2 separate regions of the Pan troglodytes genome follow, and region 1 is linked to region 2. The links are chromatin contacts, called in public HiChIP or PLAC-seq maps. All regions are on one chromosome and are shown on one strand. The core of a region is the stretch at or near the end of the contact, and the rest is flanking DNA. Distances in the headings are between cores, read along the strand shown.

What was found. HiChIP or PLAC-seq counts read pairs in DNA pulled down with a chosen protein or histone mark.
Region 1: a contact with region 2 is called in an H3K4me3 HiChIP or PLAC-seq map of stem cell-derived excitatory neurons, with 6 times the contacts expected there. The contact joins the promoter of HMGN3 here to the promoter of PHIP in region 2. A contact is called at or near these places in 2 of 7 Hi-C or Micro-C datasets (induced pluripotent stem cells and stem cell-derived neural progenitor cells) and 1 of 1 datasets of contacts at active chromatin or transcription factors (stem cell-derived excitatory neurons).

Annotation. Positions count from the first base shown.
Region 1 is chr5:91,201,360-91,208,460 of NHGRI_mPanTro3-v2.0_pri, forward strand. It overlaps HMGN3 (high mobility group nucleosomal binding domain 3), which reads right to left and starts at 4,071. Exons shown (of 6, transcript XM_009451583.5): 1 at 3,761-4,071. The coding sequence starts at 3,775.
Region 2 is chr5:91,046,745-91,054,119 of NHGRI_mPanTro3-v2.0_pri, forward strand. It overlaps PHIP (pleckstrin homology domain interacting protein), which reads right to left and starts at 2,097. Exons shown (of 40, transcript XM_016955892.4): 1 at 1,787-2,097; 2 at 1,613-1,671; 3 at 1,458-1,487; 4 at 1,206-1,265. The coding sequence starts at 1,826.

The sequences.
Region 1 (7,101 bases), core at 2,821-5,320, 160 kb after region 2:
TTTTTCCATATTGAAATATTCATTTTCATGTAGCCAAATTTATCTGTGTTTTCATTTACAGTTTCTGTTTTTGGTGTTATGACAAGTAATATTCTTTTCAAAATTAACTATCACAAACCTTGATCATGGTTAGTTAAGCATCCCCTGTGCTAATAAGCCCAATGCTACTGCTACTGGGCCTTCCATTTTAAGGAAACAGATAAAAACCTAATTTTGAGTTTCAAAGCTAGAGGCAGATGGGCTTTCCTTCCTTAAACCTTTAAGTGTCAAGAGACATGACTGCTTACATGCCACATTCATGGAAAATTGCCTCATTAGAGAATTTCTGATGTGATACACTAGACATTTAAAATAGTTCTAGTGATAAGGAACTGGAAAATATTAATAAAAAGAAAGAGGTAAAAATGTGTTTCCTGTCGCTAATCATGCCAGGACTGTGACTCTAGGCCTCGCTGGCTCATGTCTCTTCGTAGAACATCAAATCATCACATAACAACATGACCACTGCGGGCATTTGTGGATGTCTGGCCAGAACAGCCTAGAACTCAATCACTCATTGTCTCACCACTGAGTCCATGAATGTTATCATTTCCCCTGTAATTCCACTCACCCACCATCCATTATCTAAAAAATACAGGAAACTCACTTTTATTTACATCTCACAAACTTAGAGATAATATGCACTGAAGAACTCTTCACTAAATGCTCTATTACTTCACAAAATACTATGGCATTTATAAAAAACCACTTGGCTTAATGTAGTTATGACTATCACACACAAAGATACACATAAAACTTACAAAGAAATGTCATCAGAACATTTTAATATTAATTCAGATGATATTACAGCCCTGAAGTTGCAAAACTGAGGCCTGGTCATGTTAAGATACAATCAGGAGACACACTTGAATACCTGGTAACAAAAAATGACTCTGACTTCTTTGTATATTTGAGTCCTACCCACACTTTTAAGACCAGCCTAAAGTTAACTTTCCTTATCTGTCCTACTGCTTGTGGGATCTATAACTACACATTCTGGAACATATACACAGTTTTAATGTTATTCAACTGTTTTGTGCTGCTAGTCTTATCACCTCATTGAATTAAACACAAGTTCCAAGAGGGCAAAAACTGTATGTCCCTACAGCATTACAACAGGGCTAGGATTCCAGATGTTTTCATTGACTTTACCTGTACCACTTCTTGCTCTGCAGAACAACTTACTCAGATGTTCATTAAATAACATTTCTTGATTTCTAGGAAAGGTTGATACAGGGGGCTAAGAAGGCAAAAAAGTACTATGGGGACATTTTAAAAGCTTATTATATTGTAGAGCAGACAGTTCTTTAATCAAGAAAAATATTGTGTAGTATGTAAATGCTTTGGCAGTTACCCCAGCTTTGAAGATCTTGAAGAGCTATGCATGGATTGTCTCCAGTTCTTTTTTGTATCTAAGCAGGCTTTACCTAATGACAGTGGTTCCTCACATAAGTTCCAGTGAACTTCAGGATTCCATGAGGCTGCTCTAAGACTTGACTGATAGATGGATGGCCATGATCGCCGTGTTTAATCTGAGGTTGTTCCTGCCCAGGTACCAACTGAGGTCGTTAGGCTTCAGGTATAAATGGAAAGCCTTCCTATTAATCAAGGAGAGGTTTTCCATCACCGGAGAACACTCTGATGTCCTCAGGAATGACACACAGGTGCCTGTACACAGTTTTGCCCCTAGTCTCAGGACCATTGGCTAGCTTATGCATGGGGGTTCCCTGCCTTCCAGGGAAATAAAACTGTAGCTGTAATTTTACTGTTATTTTAGTTTTTTTTTTTTTCCCTTCCCTCTGTCTCCTTGAGAGAGGTAGACAGGGGAAGTAAGAATAATGGTTTCAGCAGCTCTGGCCCTTGAATAAACAGCAAGGAAGGGTTCCATCGTCAGGGTCCATTATACATAAAGTGTGCACACCTAACCTACTGTTTTGTAAACAGTTGTTATAATTCCCAGTAAAAAAAGATGGCCTCCAGCTCACTTACTCTGTAACCCGTATCTTGATGATTAGTTCCTTTGTCTCTACTAGAATTTCCAATCCATCATTAACCCTCAGTCAAAATGCTGAAAATGGTGACATCGCTTAATATCCTAATTCTAGTAAAACAGGGCTAGAAAATACCTTCATAAAATTAAGTTTAAATAATAAATCTCAAGTATTAGTGCTCTTAATATGCCATCTGTCTTCTTAAACTGGGAGTACCTTTGGATTTCCTTAATTCCTCTTGACCCACCCTTTCGTAGTGAGTACGAAATGGGTGAGAATAAGACTTTGGCATCTATAGCATCTGATTAAATCTTTACTAGTAGTTACTGGTTGGTGAGATGCAGGGCAATTTATATCTTTAAGTCCCAGCTGAATGGGGGTAACACCGCTCAAGCTGTTTTCAGGATTAAATGAGATAATGCAAGTCAAATTCTGCACAGCGTGAGGGACACAGTATGTGCACAACAAACTCTAAGACTTTTAAACACTTTCAATTATTTTTAAAAAGTGGGGTAGGAGACAAGTTTCCACCCAATTTTTAGTAATAACATATAAGAAGGGGAAAGCTTTTGAATTTTTAAAACTTCAATATTTTAAAATAATGCAGTCACTCTCACACACAAATTAGTCCATGGTCTTTGATGAAGCAAGATATTAGGTGTAATTTTGCTTCAAATTTAATACCCACACTCGTTGACACTGTTGGAAACACTGAGGCTGGCGGTGGGAGGGTGCAAAGCACTTGCTTAGGAACCAGCCATCACACACTGATTTCTCAGGGAGGAGGAAACCTTTCCCTTCCCTCCCCGGGACAAGTCGAAGCCCCACCCCGAGGGAGATTTGTGTCCCTGAATGTGGTAGTTGGTGTCCGGGGCCTGCGCAGAAGGGGACAGTCCGCAAGGGGCGGAAGACAAGACAAAAATGACTCCAGTTCGCTAGACGCGCAGAGGGGCGGATAGCGCGCGGACCCCGCCTTCCCCAACCGAGTGTGGGTTCCAGTCGCTGGGGAGGACCTGGTGGCCCCCTGACCTTGGACGAGCCATATTGGACGCCCCGGCGCCGTCCCGTCTTCCACGCTGCCAACTCCACCGCTCCCGACCCGAACTGCGGGTAGGTCCAGGCCGCCAGGCCCCGCCTCGCCGGCCCCAGCCCTGATTGACACTGGAGTTGGTACATACGGGTCTGCAGCGGAGGCGAGCAGGAGGGTGAGCGCTATTTTAAACATGGCTTTCTCTTTCCCTTAGCCTAGGAGCCACCGCAGCGCACCCAGCCCGCGAGTACAGCTGCATGGGAATAATCCCAACATTTGCCTGATTTATTTTCTTCCCTCTCCTTACGCTTGTACTTGTTTTTCTCCTCTCGCTGTTTTCCCTTCACACTAATTCGCAACCTGGCAGTTTGCAAAGAGGAAACTCCCTTTCGGAATGGAAAGCCGCTTTTGCTTCTTGTTGTTGGGGGTGGAAAACATTCCAGCGAGAATGAGTTCAAAAAGAAGGGAAACCGCGCCACTGGAGAGAAAGTAACATTAAGAGATCGATGAGGACGGAGTGGGTGGGGGGGAGAGGGAGAGAGGAACGTCTGCAACAGGCATCTAAAAACAAGCGTGGAGGAGCAAAGATTCCCAATCCCCGGGTTACTACCGCGCGCGTTGTGCGCGAGCCATTGCAATGCCAGCATTTACTGTAAGCAGAATTTGAAGGCTTTTGAAATCTTTTTTTGGTAAGACTTACCTTTCTCTTCGGCATAATGACTATGTCGGTGAAGCAAAAAGTAAAGCAACGGACTGGAACTGCTGGCGCCGCCGCTGGATGCTGCCTCTGCCGCTGCAGCTGCTCACGCGCAGGGCACGACGTAGCCCGGCCTCTTCGAACTGCACCTCCGCGGCTCCCTCTGGGGGCCCTCTGCTCGCCTCCCTGCTGCTCCAATGAGGAGCCCCGCCAGCCGGCCGCGAGGCCCCATTGGCTGAGGCAACGTTCTAAATTCCACGAGGGCACGCCCACCTCCGCGCGCGGTACGCGCTGTTGTAGTTTCCACTTCACCGAAAAAAATCTGCCTGGCGACTGAGCATGCCCAGTTCAACTAGTAGCCTCCAGGCCACACAATCCTGAAGTTTCATTGTTTCGCTGCTCTGTCTTTGAGATTGTAAGAATTAGAACAGTGTGTGTCTTCATAGGAAGGAAAAAGAGTAAGAATGAATACGTAAACTTTATAATGTAAATATATACACAGCAGGTACTTTATACATTTCCTACCCATAAAGGCTTTTAATTAATGTTACGTGATGGGAACCTGTAAAGCGTGGGAAGGTACTCTGTACTGAAGAGCGTGGCAACCTCTAAAGGCCTCAGTTTCCCCCCCAGATACATAGTGACAACAGTCCCTAAAATCACTTAGCTCTAATTTTCTAAAATCTGTGATTATAAATCACTCACTAATTCAGCTAACTTCAAACTAGATGTGAAGACGAATGGGACATGTTTGTTACAGAAATTAGGAAAAGAAAGAACAAGGCAAAAACTGATTATTTTATATTTGAGACATATATTTGAATGACACCCGTCATGTTACACTTTATGCATAATATTTCTCAAAGTTCTGCAAGGCATAAAATGAGCATTGCAAAAATATTTCTGAATTCATTTTATGAGATCAGATTTACTCTGATACCAAAACCAGTGAAAGACTTCAAAAGAGAGTTACAGACCAATATCACTCATAAACATAGACACAAAAGTCGTGAACAAAATTTTAGTAAATGAAACTCAAAAACATTTAAAGGGACAATACATCATGACCTGTGGGGCTTATCTTGGTAATGCAAAGCTGCTTTTTTAATATCTGAGAATCAATCAATGTAATTGGCAGAATTAATAGAATAAAGGGGGAAAAACAATCCTTTCAGCAGATGCAGGAAAAGCGCTAGTGAATGGGTAAGCAAATTGTGATGAGCACATGTAGTGGAATACTATTCAGCAATAAAAAACAATAAAAAATTTTCCTACATGGATGAATATCAAAAACAAAGCGCTGTATGAAAGAAGTCAAATACAAAAGACCACACTGAATGATTTCATTCATATGAAATTATAGAAAAAGCAAAATTGGGCAAAGTTAGTTTCAGAATCATCTTAGCAGGCAAAGCTCACATCATAGGAAAATGTGTTGAAGCCTTACATTACAAATATGGCCAAATCCACTTTGGTAACACAGAGTCTGCAAATATGTATTAAAAATATCATGTATTAAATATGTATTAAAAAAGCAATGAAGTTTAATATTTCACTTTTTCTTTAGTAATTTTCAGAATACATTAATTGATCTAGCACACTCCAGAGGTGGTTGATTACTTTCTTTTTTGGAACATCTTTATGAACTCATGGATTTTTACATATTTGGTGTGCATCAGTGTATTGCTATCATTATTATTACCTTTTTAATGCTCCTATTACCACATCTTTAGCCAATGCATGCCCTTTCAAATTAGTGCTTGTGTCCTTTTGACATGATCTTAATCATTTTTGATAGATTCCTTGTTCCTGGGCATTCAGTGAATGACAATAGTATACTGAAACGAATTAAGATAAAAATCAATTGCTTAGAGCTAGATAAAAATTTACAAGTTAATAATTTTATCATTAAAATAATATTTATAATGAAGATGTCTTGCAAGAGATTAATTTGCCAAATACTTGATAGTTAAATAAAGAAAAAGTCAGTGAAAACATTTTTAGTAAGATATGTGTGAGAAGGATATTGAGTAGCACTTGCAATCTGGACTGGATGGCTATTTTTCTTCATGGAGATGGAAAGGTGCCACAACAAAGGTAGTGCTAAGGTGAATATTTCTCCTCTGTGATGAAAAATAACTCACAAAATTGGCTTCTTTGTTAATTTTTTTCCAAAACTAAACACTCAGATCATCAACAGCAAACAAAATTGTGAATGTTTTTACTGCACACAATAAAAATGCTATGATGAAATTGAAGCTTGCTTGTTGGATGAAGAAAGCGATTGTGAGGACCTCGAGTTCTTGGAATCTTTAGTTCATTTACAAGTTATGAAAATAACAGCTTTGGTTGAAAAACAACAGCATTGCTTATCTTTCCTTTGATGTAGATTGCACCTGGCTGAGCAGTACTCTAGGAAATGAAGTGTTCTCCCTTGTACCTTTAGTAGCCTTCAAGATCTGGGAAAGTCAGTGCAAACCTCTACTGGTGGCCCTGGAGGTAAGAAGAGTAGGCAAAGAGAATGATTTAGCGGGTAGCTAGAATTCTAGGTTAAGAGATAAAGACATCTGGGCAGAAATGAGGGTGTCACATAGAAGACAGTGAGGAGGTCAAGCTGGTAAGAAGTACAGACTCATTTGTTTATCAATATATTCCACTGAGCATTTCTACTACTTTGGAATATCAGCCTCTAAGACAGTAAAAGTAGGATGTATATACTATCTTAGCTAAGGTAGACCTGGATAAATTAACAGAGTTACTGACTGAGAAAGAAAGAAAAAAAATAGTGAACAAACTTGTTTTCCAATTCCAGCTCCTCTCCTCTTTTGTCCTACTCAAAACTGTTGGAACAGTACACCTACTTCACATTTTTCAATCAGCAGGGCAAGACCATTTATAGTGTCATGACTATCATTAAGGAAAAGAAAGAGACAGAGACATTGACAGACACACACACGCAAACACACACACACACACAGAGAGAGAGAGAGAGAGAGAGAGAGAAGGGAGAAGGGAAGGGTAAGAAAAGCAAAGAAAGGGCCAAGCATAGAAAATAGCAGAGCATATATGGTAAAGGTAAGTAATGTTTCATAAGATAACTGTTTCTATTTTCCATATGTGCTCATATAAACACATACACAACACACATATGTGTGTGTGTATGTTGGATTGTGACATGAAATATATTTTTAGTATGGTCTTGGTCAAAAAAATTGAATGCCACTGCTAATGAATGTTGTGGATCTTTGACGTTCCGAAAAAAAATGCTTAATATTAAAATTTTTTTTTTAGAGGTAGGATCTCATTCTGTTGCCCAGGCTGGCATGCAGTGGCACAATCATAGC
Region 2 (7,375 bases), core at 847-3,346:
CCTGCTTTCACCTCACAAAAGACACTCATTCTAAGCTCGCTGAAACTTCCCAGTCATTAGAGAAGTTCTGATGAAGTAACATTAGTAATCATAACTATCTCAAAACAGTTACAAAAGCCTCATAAAATCAACGCACTACATAAATTTCAAAGGCTTGGTGGGTCCGGTGCGACTGCTTTAACTGCCCCACACACATATTCACACAACGAACCTGTATCAGTTTAGGAGAAAGTGTTACAGAAAATATAGCTCCTTTAAAGTAACTTCCAATCACAATACTGAAGTGATAAATCCACTTCTGAAAAGCAATTTTTAAAGATTCCTAAAATACTCATTTTGACAACCCACAAAATTAAGGTTTTTAAGCTATTAAACAAAATATGTCCCAATATAAACACAACTTTCATAGGCCAAGTTCCATCCCACAGTAAATATGCGGACAAAAATCAAAACTCTTCAGTGTACTCCAATAATAATTTTTAATTAAACGAGAGGCATACCATAAGAATTAAAAAAAGCCTACTAAACTTCTGGTTTTGGGGAATTACAGGCTTTACACTTCTGCAAAGATGTGTTTTAGTAAATGCAAGGCGAAGCACTGACCAACTATCATCACACATCAGAATCCTTCCAACAAAAAACCCAGGACTGAATGTAAGGAAAACAAAATAAACGACAGAGGGGGAAAAAATAATGTCTTGCCACGGTACCGCAGCGGCTGGATAGCCTGCTTGTGAAATGCTAATGCCACTTCGGAGCAGTTAGTCACCAGCTATTGTGTAGGGCAGGAGAAAGCCGAGCCGGCCGCGCGTGCAGAGCGAGCAAGCGAACGAGCGAGCGCGCTCTCCCTCTTCGCGCCGCTCCCGCCGCCGCCGACTCTCGCGCGCCCCCGCGCCCGCACGGACGCGCGCGCCGGCCCCTCCTCCTCCGGCCTTGCACTGCACAACACTCATGACGTATCTTTATTTCTAGCACATTAACAAAATATCACAAATAAATTGTCCGCAGCCCCTGCGGCCCCGGAGTACGAGTACCCCCGGCCACTGGCCCCCGCAGACCCCGCGCCGGCCTCCCAACCCTCCCCATGGCCTTTGGAGCTTTCACGTTCTAGGGCCAAGTTTTTGTCTCTGTAAAAAATTGCGGGAAATTCAATTTTTATTCGACTCAGGGAAAAGTTTCTTTGCTCTGCGACGTGAATGTCTCACCAGATTCTGGTAGGTCCTGGGATGCTCCTTCCCGGTCCAGTCGGTGCGCCGGGGCAGCAGCTGCGGGGAGAGGACACCCCGTGAGCCCGGCCCCCGGCCCCTACCCGCCCGCTCCCCTCCCCCGCCCGCCCCGCGCCCCGGCGGGGACCCCGAGCCCCGCGCCCCGCGCCCTGGCGGCGGCGGCAGCGGCGGCGCAGCGGCCCAGAGGCGGCCGCGCGGCGGCGGGACGCGCCGGGCCGCCGCCGCCCTTACCTCCTTCTCGGCCACCTCGCGGATCAGCACCTGCAACAACAAAGCGGGGAGAGCTGAGCCCCGCGCCCCGGGCCGCGGCCCCGCCGCCGCCGCCTCCCTCCCCCACGCCCGCGAGCGGCGAGCGCCGGCCCGGCCCGCGCCGCGCGCCGCCGTACCTGAGCCGCCTGCTGACAGGGTCCATCTTCCAGGAACCGGGCGATGAGGAAGTAGAGCTCTGCGCGGGAGAGAGGGACGGGGAGACACACAGGCTGAGCGGTCGGGCGGCGGGGGGCGGGGGACCGCGGGCGGAATCGCCCGGTGCCAGCGGCCCCGGCAGCCCCCCGACTTACCCGATCGCAGCTCCGAGAGGCCTTTCCTCTCACAAGACATGTTTATGGGTCACTTCAGGGCCGCCGACGGGACACCCCGCCGCCGAGGGGAAGCGGGGACGGTGCCGCCGCCTGCCCTATAGCTGTCAGTGTGTGTTCACGAGCCGAGCTTCGGCTCCACCATTCAAGCAACGGCGGCGGAGGCGGAGGAGGAGGAGGAGGAAACAACAACTCTCAGGCAGCGGCTACGGCCGTGGCCGCCTCCGCCGCGGATCCCTCCGCCGCAGAAAGGAGTCCGCCGCCTTCGCGGCCCCGGGCTCGGCCCCGGCTCCGGCCCGCGCCCCCGCCTCCCGGCGCTAAAAAAGAGTGCCTCCGACCCGTCGTCCCCAGCGCTCCGCACGCGGCACAGTGAGACCCCCCACCCGCTCCTCCCCGCAGGGCGTGCGATTTATTTATTTATTTCCAGTCGGAGAAGATGTCGGAGCCCAAGCCGCCGGTTGGCTGGAAGGCGCTTTCTCTGTGGAGGCCGATAGTGGCAGGGAGGGGGCCGGGGACGGCTCCGCGGAGGGATCTGACGCACACGGAGCCGCAGCACAGGCTCTATTCAGCGGCGCTGGCTGGAGCTGAGATGGAAGTTAGTTTCTATGTAGCAGAAATAGGAAACAAATGAAGCAAAACTGCCCAGAGAGGGGAAATGCCCCAAGGATGGGTCTCACTCACGCGCGTACACAGACACACACGCAGAGAGCACTCTCACGCTGGGCAAGCTCGGGATCGCGCTACCCTTCCCGAGTTGAATGATAGTGTTTGGTTTCTGTCTCTTGCCATGTGCATGTGTATAAATGCTGCGGATTGGCATCTGTGTAAGTCTTGTCCTGCGTTATTTCTGCAGCCTATGCAAGTGTTGTGTAATTTATTGGAGTGCTGTATATTGCAATAGAGGTTTGGGCTGCTTTTTGTTAAGCACTTGCGTTTTGCAAACCCGTTATTTGCTGAAGCCACCTCTGCATATTTCTTTTATTACTGCCATTGCCTTTGGCGTACGTTTTTTAAATGTTTTTTATTGTTAAACGGGCAAAGCGAACTCTTGATTTGTACTTCAGATACTCTTTTTCCTTATTACAAAAAGGCTAGTGATGGCTAATTAGGTATTTGGAATTAAAGAACCTTAAAGCTTTTTTAAGTGTTTACGAGAAGGGAGAATGTAAACCTGAGGGAAAGGAAAGGACGCTAATATTCATGTCTAACTGATCTGGATGTAATTTAGTGACAGATCGATAACCTGCCGAAGGATATTGAAAGAGTATACTACAGTTTAGCCAAGGTGAATAGTGATTAAATAATTTAAATAATCTGTGTATCTTGCAGTTGACTTCGTCATGCTAATTAATGGCTTCTAATTTGAGATGTAAACCATTCCTGTTTACAGTTAATCACGGGAAGACTTCTTGAAAACTGACGAAAAGGAGGAAAAAAAAATCTTTCGTAAATTAGTATGTAATTACCGATTTTATATGCTAAATCATACATCTGTGTTTTGCTGATGAGGATAAGGGCCTTGTTTTTAAACGAATATGGGTGAAATTAATGGAAACAATAGAAAAAGCCATTTGTTAGAAAACAAGGACACCAAATGATATTTATCTCCAGATGATTTAAGCACTTTCCAAAAAGACTTGAGAGTTCAATATTTTTTAAGGATTGCATTTTAAAGGGAATTTGGATAGTCGTTCTTTTGTTAACATTTAACAAAAGATTCTCCTTAAAAATGTTAGATAATAAACTGCATTTTATGGGTCTGGTTTAAAAAGGTTATTTGTGGGGAAAGGACCAACAAGCTGTATTGTAGTTTTCTAGATTGTTTCCTCAAGCCTTGTAACCTCCTAGCTCCTTACATTCCTAGTGGGAAATACTTGCTGCAAATGCCTTGGGCTGCACTGTAAGCCCAAGTGTGCTGCACCAGTGTGATGCCCTATACTAAAACATCCAGAAATCATCATACATATGAGGAAGAAGAAATAAAGCCTCAAACCCTTTGGAATAATAGGATATAAAATTGCCTTTTGTAACCGAATCTTAAAAATGGAAGGTTACCATGACTTGTCCTATTGCAACCTGGTTATCAGAATAACTTATTTTTTTTAAGATAGCTATTCTCAATTACTGAACATATTTGCATCTTTAAAGACACTTTATTCTATTCTATTATAGGTAAAGTAGCCTGTTTCTAGGTGGTTAGGCTTGAAAAGATAGACTGAAAAGATAGGACATTTTGTATGCCTTTTTGCAAATTGTATTTACTTCTAAGACCGATGCTGTTTTAGCTTAACTTTTAAAAAAGTGTTCTTCAAATAATTGTAATATTTTACACGATCTTGAAGTTCTTCAAATAAACAGAGTTTAGAAACTAAAAATTATAGTGGGATTTTCTGGTTTTGAAGGCTTGGAATGTATGATTCTTACTAATAGATGTTTTATTCTTGTGATTGAAAATAAACCAAATTATGACATGGAATATAATATTACTCTGGGTAAAGTTTGTGGTATATATCTTCTGTGTGTTATGTAAACATAGAAAACTAGCATGATTATCTCATATATTCTCTTCATTTAGAAGCCACAAAAGCTTTCACCTAAATATGCTACTAGTACTTAGCTCCTTAAAAATTTTTTGGAAAATCCCCCTCTAAGTTTTCTAAACATGATGTTCCTGTCATTTTGATTGATTTTTGACAGTGTTTATATTTCTTTTTCAAATGTCCAATATGCAGATAGCTGTAACCTTCCCTTTGAACTATTGTCTGTTATAAGAAAATATACATTACCTGCTAAAAATTAAAACTTCCCTTCAGCCAAATAAACTATTTGTATTTAACAGTGGATATTGAATTGAATTTTACTAAGTCCTTTAAATGTAACAAATACTCCAAATAGCCCTTTTAATTTTCTTAAACATAAAAAACATTTCTGAATTATAGCATTGACAGTTAACTATAAGATTTATTAAGTTGTTTATTGTACTTGTTTATGTACAAAGTCTGTACATATCAAATAGAAAGAAAAGTCTTATTTGGAAGTTCTAGATTTTAGTTCCCAAAGCAATGATCCTTGCAATTTTTTGTTCAGCCAACTCTTTTGCATATAAGGATAGTTCAGATTCCATCTATATCCTTTCCTGTTTGTTTATTTTAACATTTTTATGGGTTTCCAAAAATAAAATATCACTTTAAAAAGATCTCCATGCAGTTTAAATAACAAGGTTAACAAATAATAGTAAAAGTTTGGAAAGCCAAGACCTAACGTTTTTACATAATATAGTCTCTCTAGGAGATATAGAAACTTTTCTTGAAATATAAAAGTTTATTTGAAATTCATCACTTTTCACGTGGCAACACATGAAACAAAATATTTAACAAAAATTTTGTCTTGATCTTGTAAGCTATTATTCCAATAAAATAATCAAATGCTATCATTTCAGTTGTTTCAGGAACAAGATGGGATGGTATTTATAAGTACAAAAATTATACATTTATGAAATTTAGTCTCCAGTAGTATGGTGAATAATATGTAACTCAAAAAATCTCTATAAGTACAACTTTTAAAATTTCATGTTAAATCTTGTTTTTGTTTTGATGTTACATTTCTTCTATAGCAGAAGCTTTATCCTGTGAAATACAGAAATGTAAAAGTAGAAAACACTGTTCTCTCAAAAGTACTTTAAAAAAAAACTACTCATCTGCCCCAAGAACACAATACAACTGTCAAGGATCTTATTTAACAAGCCACACTCCTCATTGTGGCTTGCTCCCCAATATTGTGTGTTTCTGTCCATGCTTATCTGACTTTCTCTCTCTCTTACACACACACACACACACACACACACACACATATCCTTCTTCATAAAGCATGAATATTTATCGATTTGAAGCACATGAACAGATATACTATTTGGCTGCTCCAAAAAGAATAGAGATAACCAACTTAAGTGAGCCATTCCATTATTTAACAATGTTTTCGTTATTTAAAATTAACAGTTCTCCCTTATATCTCACTGAGGAATCTTTTTACTTAAATTAGAGCACGTTTCCTTTTAATGTGTAACAAATATAGCTAGTCCTCAACAATCATGTTTTCCCTTATGTATTTAAATGTTAGTAATTCACTCAATCTTTTTTATCCAAGTTAAATAATTCTAGTAGTTTGTATTTTTATAAGTCTTAATTTGCACAAGAAATACACATCTTCATGGGTTTATTTATATAGTTTTTTTTTAAATGATCACTTCATGAGTTTTAACAGTACAATTACAAAGATTAAAGGAGAAAAACAATTTTAGAACATATTCCCCTAAGATTTGGAGCAACACAGTGGATGAAGCAGAAAAAGCTGTTCCAGATGGCAGGAAACATAAAGGAGAAGTCTGTAGGCATGTTCTATCATAGGAAGATGTCTGATGGACTGGGAGTGGGCTGAGTTGAACAGAGAACAGTGAAAGAAGAGAAGGTAAAGTGGGGGAGGGGAGGAGAAAATGGGTGCAGAGGCTCTGGTAGTACACTATTATCTATGCGATGTTAAGATGGCATTTGAGAAAAACAGTTACATAGTCACTTGCCTTTATATGTGCCTAAAGCCATAAACTTCAGGAACCCCAAAGAAAAAGCATTTTAGTTATAGAAAAGGAAGGGAAAGTTTTATCTGACAAATAGTGAGGAATCTATACAGAGTAAAAATAATGGATATCAAGGACACCAAAGTAGACACTATTGATGACAAAGAAGAACAGGTGTTTGAAAGAATAAGGACTGAACATTCAGAGCACTCACAAGTCTGACTTGAGACTCATATATAAGTTCTAATTCAAAATTAAGAATAAAGCAACTTAGATTTAACTGTAACCAAAAATACTCTATTTTCCGAATTCCTATAAGAGACCTAATTATACAATCTAATTTGTATATTATTTTTGTTTTTCTTCATATATGGGGATGTGTGTGTACTTGGCAAAGGTCCCCCTGACTTATGCCTCTGTTGCTTTATTCTCTTTCACAGATATTCTCATACATGTTTATTGAAACAATGACTAGCTATTACAAAAAAATTAGTTATATCATAGTTAAAAATTTAAAATAATATTGATACCAGGTAGATCTTTCAACCAAGATGTGTGTGCTAAAATTTAAGAAAAGCTTATAATTTGATTTTAAGATTACACCTACAAATCTTGTTACACTAACAATTTTCATGTTTACACTTGAGTGCCTAAAAATACAGGTGCAGACGAAATGGCTGGAGTGGATTTTTAAATGCTCATCAAAATTTACCAACTGATAATGATTTATAGACAAACTATGATAGCCTTTAGATGGAATATTGTGGTAAGAATATATGTGGTATTTCCCCTTAACAGGTATCAGAAGTAATGCCTCTAAGACATCATTAGAGAAAATCTTTCTTAAAAATGTTGGTTAAGTAGCATCATGTGAGAAGGAAGAAGTATATTGTCTTTTTGTCTTATTATAGTTTGTACATGTTACACTTTACACTTGTTTTTGTCATTCAGTGTTTTGGGTTTTTTGGCAAGTACTTGTGTAAGAATTCCATCTTTCCCTG